Regions from separate parts of the Sus scrofa genome. Here region 2 is linked to region 1. A link is a contact called in public Hi-C data. All regions are on one chromosome and are shown on one strand. The core of a region is the stretch at or near the end of the contact, and the rest is flanking DNA. Distances in the headings are between cores, read along the strand shown.

What was found. Hi-C and Micro-C count contacts between places; a contact is called where the count stands out from the background.
Region 2: a Hi-C map of liver shows a contact between it and region 1, with 8 times the contacts expected there. The contact joins the enhancer-like site here to the promoter of KLF7 in region 1. A contact is called at or near these places in 8 of 47 Hi-C or Micro-C datasets (embryonic fibroblasts, heart right ventricle, liver and 4 more) and 1 of 2 datasets of contacts at active chromatin or transcription factors (skeletal muscle).

Annotation. Positions count from the first base shown.
Region 1 is chr15:110,377,096-110,381,157 of Sscrofa11.1, forward strand. KLF7 (Kruppel like factor 7) reads right to left here and starts at 2,007. Exons shown (of 4, transcript NM_001097487.1): 1 at 1,712-2,007. The coding sequence starts at 1,813.
Region 2 is chr15:110,292,822-110,296,883 of Sscrofa11.1, forward strand. It overlaps KLF7 (Kruppel like factor 7), which reads right to left. Exons shown (of 4, transcript NM_001097487.1): 3 at 3,082-3,205. Among named protein-coding and RNA genes, the nearest start is that of KLF7, 84 kb to the right of the region's middle. Within about 2 kb of position 2,075, at least 3 of the 83 cell types and tissues checked have an H3K27ac peak or open chromatin away from gene starts, as enhancers often do. A contact at or near this core is called in liver, where this site is marked.

The DNA.
Region 1 (4,062 bases), core at 757-3,256:
AATAGGAAACGGATTCGACACCAGTGGGCTGACAGTGTGAAATGAAGACTATTTCAGAAAATGAAATTCTGGCCACCTTTTGGTTTAATTAGCATGTGAAATAAAAGAACGAAAAAGCTCTAGTGAGACCCTTGGTGAGATAGTCTCCTTAAGGATGAGGGAAAGGATACACTGAAGAAATGCCTTATGTTAAAAACGCTTGAGCTGTGTGTGCATTTAGAGGGAGATGGTCAAATCCATCAGCCAGCATCCTTGGGCAGGAATGCATGTGTGGACGCAGAGACACCGGAGGCCAGTACCTGGAGAAACTCATAGCCTCAGATCAGAAGGGAGAATAGCAACTAGTAACAATGGTACAGAGAGAGGATTGGCTCCTTACACCAAAAGCCAAACCTCTCTCCCTAAAGCAGCTACTGTTACATCCTAGGCTCAAGCTGGCAAATCCCGCTTTGGATACTGGCAGAGGAAATTCAGCCGTTCATTAGCCTTAACAAGCTGCTGTCACGGAGCGGAGAAGTTACACGAGCAGCCACACACCAAGCTTCTTGCAGCCCCTCCTCAAGGGCAAGCACGTTTTTCCAAGGCGGACCATGCAGGTTCGCACTTCCAATGTGCAAATTCAAACCGTCTTCTTGGACTTTCCATGATGCACACTGCAGAATTTTGAAAGACTACTCGTGTTCCTCCACTCCCCCATCCACCATCTTTCCTGCATTTAATGTCCCCTCAGCAGCTCCTAATCCTTACTGAGAAAACCACCATTTCCGCAGCAGATCTAGCACTTTCCACTGACCAGCACTTTCTTTATTCCACTTCACAAAGCCCAGGGAACTTGTCACCAGCCCCACTTCCCCCTTACTGGGACACCCAGCCAACTTGGCATCAGTGCCCTTCAGCATCTTAGGAGTTTCTTAACTAGTCCTCTAAGACAAAGTCAGAGGCATGGAAGTACACATCACCCTTTGTCAGAGGTTGTGCCAAGTGGAGAGGGACCCCTCCAAAAAAAGAGAAGCAAGGACACACATAGAGAAGGTGTTCTCTTTCTGAAGACGTTGCACTGGAAAGACCTACAATGCACGTTCAGCATTAGACAGATAACATCTTCCAGTCCTCCTCGGAAATATCCTCAAGTATCTCTTATCACTGGGCTCCTCTTCTTTCTGCCCACCTTCTAATCTCAAAATCAAGTTTCTATTCTTTACAGATACTCCCTAATTACTGGGAAAACACTCCGCTTTGCTCCTACCGCCTCCCCTCCACCTGACGGTCGTTAGCACAGTTGAAAGAGATGAACCTGATTTAAGGTTCAAGATTCAAGTAGGTAGAGCTCCTGCATATAGGGAAGCGGTACCTGTCACCGACGACTTGTAACCCAAACCACCTTCCCAACCCTCTCCTCCGAACCCCAGAAGTTAGGGAGGTCTCTGCTGGGGGACACTGAGCTCGACAACGTGTGCGCAAGGATGCGTGTTGGCGACTGAAACGCAGGCAGCTCAGACCGGCTGCTCAGCTCGGCACACTAAGGGGTTAGGGGGTGGGTGGAGAGGTAAGCAGATGACTGTTTCCGAAAACATTTTAAATAACAAACAGCCAAAAAGGGGGAAAAAAATAAACAACAACAACACAAAATTCAACCCCAAGCCCACACCAACGCAGCCCCTGCGCCTCCGCCGCCGCCACACGATTTACACAAGTAATTTAAATCATTCACCTGCTGCCAGGTCTCCTCCAGGGATGGCAAAGCTGAGAAGTAGCCGGTGTCGTGGACAAGTTGTAGCTCCTGGAATATACTATAACTAGCCAACACGTCCATGCTGCTGCTGCCGGGCAAAACGGGAGGAGAAACCCTCCCCCGAACACAGTTGGGTCTGTTTGTTTGTCAGTCTGTCTGGCTCACCCCCCAAGAAGGCAGACATCCAGTGGCCCTTTTGTTTTGTTTTGTTTCAGTCAACTAAAAAGGAAAAAAAAAAAAAATCAATGCAGGAGAGAGGGAGAGAGGAGGTGAGAAAGGAGAGACTGAGTGGGGCGGATGGAAAGAGGCATCCAGCGTGTACAGTGCAGACGGCTGCCAGGAAAAGGGGACTTCTCCACGGGAGTAACAATTCCCTTCCAGGGCTCTAATCACTCCAGCTCGTGGATCAGGAAGGGGGATGCAAACTCACTGACACGAAGCTGCCATCTATTTCTGCAGCGCTGTTCGCTCCTAATGCAATCTTTGCTCTTTATTTTGGGAGGTTGCATTTTTTTTTTCTCGCGATCGCTTCTCTCCCCCCCTTTCCTTCCTCCCCACCCCCCACCCCATCCTTGCTAGTTTGTAGTCTTCCCCCCCTCCTTTTCTCCTCCTCCTGCTCTTCCCCCTCCCCAAACTCCCTCCCTCCGCCCGGCTCTCCGCGCAGCCGTGGGATCTCGGAGGAGGGCGTCCATTAGGCCGCGTGTGACCATGTAAGGTAAACAGGGGGCTCATGAAGTCACTGAAGACCAATGGGGAGCACGAAGCGAGGCCTGGGGCGGGGCTTGGTCCTGGCGACGGGCTTGGATTGGCGCGCTGCGGATCTCCCTGCTGCCTTACAAGGCGGTGCGAGGCGAGCTATTTTTAGAGGGCTATATAAGGGGGCTGAGGCTGCCGCCGGGCTGCCGGGTAACACGAGCGCGAGGGACGGGGAGGGTCGCGGCGACACTTGCGCTGGCTCCGGGGACGCCGAGGCGGCCGGGATCGGGCTGCACGCCGGCCTCCGACCCTCGCTTTGGTGCCTAGCGGAGCCAGGGCGTTCGGAGCCGGTTCCCCTGAGAAGGGAAAGGGTCGCATGTTGCCGTTCTGGCGTGGACGCGGCCGGTCAGGAGGTGAAAGTCCAGAACGCTGGGTTAAGATGCCTCCTGGAGGAGGAGCGGGGCGGGGGACTGAGAAGCCAGCGTGGGGAGGAGGGCCGGCCACTTCCCACTCCACCTACCTCCTAGGCCCGGGGGCGGGGAACCGCGAGGGAGGGGCAGCGCAAAGGACTTCCTCACTTCCTAAAAGATAAACCGGCGTGGGGGGCGGGAAAGAAAAAGTCACCAAAAGCCCCTTCACGAATTCCCCACAGGCTGCCAGGGTGCAGAGAAGAAGCGCCAGAGGAGAAAGTGCCGCTCACAATGGAGCAGAACAAAGGGGAGCGGAGCGCAGAGAGCAGCCTGTGCCCGCCCCGCGCCCGCACGCAGTCCCCGCCCCCCACGCCCCTTGGCGCCGCGGTGCGCCCCCCGCCCCCCAGCCTGTCCTGCCTTCTGACCCCGTGAAGGGGGAATGCAGCCGGGGTCAGACCCCCAGTTAGCGCTGACTGGAAGGGGACACTTTACTGGAGTGTGTTAAAGACAATAGAGGGAAGCTGGGTGGACGTGGGGTGCAGGCTGGAGCTGGCAACTTGCTCTGGTGTTAAAGGCAAGGCTCCCCATGTGGCTTGGAGAGAGGATGTCTACCTGCCCAAAGTGCGGTGGTGAGAGGAGAGGAACCGAATTACTTTCTGAAGCTATCATATAGAGTTTTATCTATAGAGACCCTGTTGTCTCTTAGGTGAAACCCTTGCACTACGCACGTTGTTGGGGTTGAACAGTTGTTTGCTTGACCTTAAGTGGTTAGTCGTTCAAGCTTCCCCAAAATGCACTGAGAGCTGAACTTCCACTTCTGGAATGATTGCAGAATTTGGTATTTCTTCAGAGATGAGAAACTTAATTCACCCTGCAGTGGAAGAAACATATCCACCTTAATCACCCTTCTCAGCTGTCTCGCCTTCTTACTATGTGGAACTCCATATCTCAATATTTGAAAGATTCTGTTTTATAGAACAAACACCATTTGAAATTCAGTATTTGTCAGGGGAAATTAAACAGGAATTATTGAGTTGAGGACAATCTAGTTTATTTACTTTCTGATGTCTGGGATTCTGTTGGTCAGATCTACCTGTATAATTGTGAATTTACTGTAAATGTATGTGCATGGACTACACAGATCTTGGTGCATTTAGTATTATACATACATATTCATGGTGCCAGGGGATAAATGGTATAAAAAGGTTAAAAGTCCTACATGAA
Region 2 (4,062 bases), core at 825-3,324, 84 kb before region 1:
CTGTCTCCCTGGATTATATCTGCGTATTTCTCTTGTGGAAACAGCCCTGATAACTGCCGTCAGGAGCCATGCTCTTTGGGCTGGCCCCTAACAGTTGACCACTTAGTGCGCTGCCCTGCTCAGTGCTCATTAAGAAATGGCAGAGCCACCTCACTGCTTTCTTCTCTAGCCCGAACCTAAAGCCAGAGGTCCTAAAACCCAACGTCTTCAGGGGCCAGACAGATCAAGTAAAAGGATGCGATGGGTCAAGTGTAGGAAACACAGCACTTTGAAACCATCTGATTCCACTGCTGACAAGGCACAGAGATGGAGGAATAGCCCTCTCCAGTAGGAGGAGACAACAGTCCGTGGGATGACCCTTGGCAATTGACGCTGCACACCGAGGAGACTGGGGCGGGGGTGGGGGCGCAGCGACACATGAGTGATCACATGGCCACCATGATAGGACGTGATGACTCTCCAGCTCCAGAAAATTATGGCCACATGGGACTGTGAGCCCACTCTTACCAAATCTTCTGATTTTTCCACAAAAAGCCAGGAATAGAGATTTTTGTGACATTTAGCAATTTTAAATGTTAGCAAAACAAACAAAAACTCATGTATTTTTTTGAATCTACCCTATAGGCGAAATGCAAGCATAAGTTAGACTTGGTCCATGCTTTAAGGACCAGAAACCCCAATCCTAGTTTAGCTTCTAAATAGGGTGGTCAGATTGCTCCAATTATACAAGGCAAGAGATAGGTTTCTGCGCTCACATGCACTGTGGTACTATCAGGATTCTGTGTCCTGCAGAGGACTACAGATGCCCTGTTTCTGAAGGTCAAACTCCTCTATGGAACATCAAGTCCCCAGCCACTCCAGGCTTTCCTTTCATTGGCTCTGGGACCACTCCAACTCCCTACGCTGTCTCCCAGACCTGCTTTAATTCTCAGTGCAGTTCCTGCAATTGAAGTATAAGGTGCTACCTGTCAGGAGACACCAGTCAACTCCACTCCCTGGTTTCTGACATTGGTGAAAACACACTGACCCTCAGCCCACACCACAGGACTTTGAGCTACTCACCAGCTTCCCCAAGTACCATGTTACAGAACTTGTGCCATCACCTCAGCAGATTTCTAGCTACAGAAACCCAGGTATATTGTGATGAAGAAAAGAGCACAGAGAACTAGGTAAATTTTCCATCCCTGACATGTCCTTCACTGAAATATCCAATGGGTTTGAAGCATTTCTTCATATAAATCACACCAATGGTCAGACTGAATCCTCATATGTCAAGTGCTAGACAGCTGCATATGGCTTAATAACTCAGGAGACAAGAAGAGAAGAATACTAACTGGTAATTTCCCCCTAAGAATTCTCTGTCTGTTTCCAAGGATAATGGCTGTCCATAATGCTCCATCTCCAGGGAAGAACCTCACCACCCTTCAGGACAGGGTGCCTCATCTGTACCTACTACCACCATTATTTGGGTAACTGATAAAGGATTCCTCTGCATCCCCCTTAATATAATAATGTTCTTTCTCCAAGCTGTGGACCAAGAGTGACCATCTATGTCCCTTCTCTATTAGTAGCCAGGGTCAGAGAGGAATGCCCTTGAGATGGGAGTTGAGAGAAGATCATCACTGAAATATAATCTATAAAAGAACAACTGCGGATTCACATAAATTCAGGGAGCCCTCAAGGTAATGGGAGAGACATTAAAAAACAGGTTGTTGGGGGGGGCAGGAAGGTTAGCAGAAGGGAGCTCCAAGGGGATGAGAGACAATAGCTTCATGGAGTGTACTTCCTTAGCCCTGGGGTGGGAGGTTATCTTCAGGCTCCAGGAGGCCTGGGGGCTTTATTTAGTTCTTAAAGAATGAAGATAAGAGGAAAATAGCCTCTTCAGGAAGAAGGAAAAAAAAAAAAAAGGAGGAAAAACATGATCGCTCCTTTATAAGCATCTTAAAGGAGCACCAAGCCAACTGGCCACCCATGAGATCTGGCCACTCCTGCCCGACTCTCCAAACAAACAGGCACTACTCCAGAGGAAGGTCTGGCAAGGGAGGTGCCGGCACAAGGATGGGGGAGGCAGGATGCGAAAGCGATCGCATTTCCTCCGACGCAGAGCCAGGCCTCTGCGGACATCCTGCACAGCCCTCCTGCCATCCTGCGAGCGGCTGGCCGAGCCGGGGAACCCTGAGGCTTTCAGGGCTTTTATCGTATTAGAAGCATTTCTCTCATCATAACCGAGACCTTTAGTATTGCATTAAAAAGATGGTTAATTTTCTTAAGCTTCCTTTTAAACACAGAAATAGGATTAGAAGGATAACACGCTCAGATGCAAGCCCATTATTTGATTATGACTAAACCTAATCCTGCCTTCACCTTGGCCTGCAGAGTCTCCATTTTGGGGTTTATTGGTTGATAATGCCAGGGCTGTCAGATACTATTACTTGTGTAGTATCTGTTGCTACGTGCTCTTTCTTCCACTATCAAATGCTGAAGGTTTGAAATTGAATTATAGGATCAGTTCTCAAAGCCTGGCCATCTTTTAGACCTGTGCACCTATTCTCAAAGAAAGGATGGTTCAGGCCCCCAAAGAATGAGAACTCTCTTCAGTAACTGCATTCCTAGCAGCGCTCAAAGGAAAGCCTTGTAACTAACCTTCCCTCTGTTAAGCAGGCTTTCTATGCTCTCATGTTGTTAAGGATGAGAGGAAAAATGGTATTGATGTTAATAAAAAGATCAGAAGCAACAGGTGACCATTCTCTATCCTGCTACTTTTCCTATTATACTAGAATCATGTGTCAGTCATCTCCTTGGAGGTAGGAGCTCTGTCTTACTGATACCCAGTGACTAACATGGTTCTGGTGTTCATGAAATACTTGCGTAACTGAACCAAGCATTCATACCATCTCTGGATTACATGCAAGAAGGCACCCTTATCTCATAGGTGTTTTCAGTGGAGAAGTAAAAGGCATGCCCACACCTGAGTCTCTGGGAGACACACTTGAGATAAACCCAAGAGCACACGACCCGCCCACCCTCCCGCCCACTCTACCATCTCCCTTCCCCATCCCAGGAGCTTCTTAGTTTCTTTACCTGTCGCAGTGGTTGCATTTAAAGGGCTTTGCACCTGTGTGTTTCCTGTAGTGCCTTGTGAGCTCATCGCTTCGTGCAAAACGCCACTCACACCCTTCCCATGAGCACTTATAAGGCTTCTCACCTGCAAGAAGAGATGGAATGACCATGGTCAGCAACAGGAACAAAAGGGCGATACACCTGATCAGGGTCTGCTGCCTATTCTTCAGACTTGGAAAGAACTACATTTCCCAACAGAGCATATCATAGTTTTCTTTTAGTCTCTGGATGTTTTTATTGTTATTATTGCTATTATTATTAACCTTCAAAAGTGGTTTCACAAGATCTTCAAATCTAGAGCCATCATTTCAGTTCCCAGAGCCAGAGCATCTCCTCGGATGGGTGAGGGATCAATTTTTATTTATTTTCTATTCCTTGGAGCACTCTGACCCCCCACACTCCAAGCAGAAAGGAAATGTGCTATTTTCATCTGAACCACAAATGCTTCTAATGCTATTTTTCTCCAGAACCTACAGTAATTTACCATTTTAGCCTTTTTGGTCTTCTCCCTCCTCCTCTTCCCTCCTACCACAAACTGTAGCCAGGCAGCTGCCTGACAAGGCAAGGAGCTCGGGTCTCCCAGAACCCCTGTTCCTTCCAGTAAATGTGAGTGGCTGGACAGTCACAAGAAAAGGCTATGATTCGAGAGTTAAGACAAAAATCACTTAACGATTCCTGGCATTTATGTGAAGTACAGTTGCAAAAGACCTACTTAGGAAGTGGGATGGATTGGGAATTTGGGGTTAATAGATGCAAACTATTGCCTTTGGAATGCATAAGCAATGAGATCCTGCTGTATAGCACTGGGAACTATATCTAGTCCTTTATGATGGAGCATGATAATGTAGAAAAAATAATGTATACATGTAAGTGTAACTGGGTCACCTTGCTGTACAGTAGAAAATTGACAGAACACGGTAAACCAGCTATAATAGAAAAAGT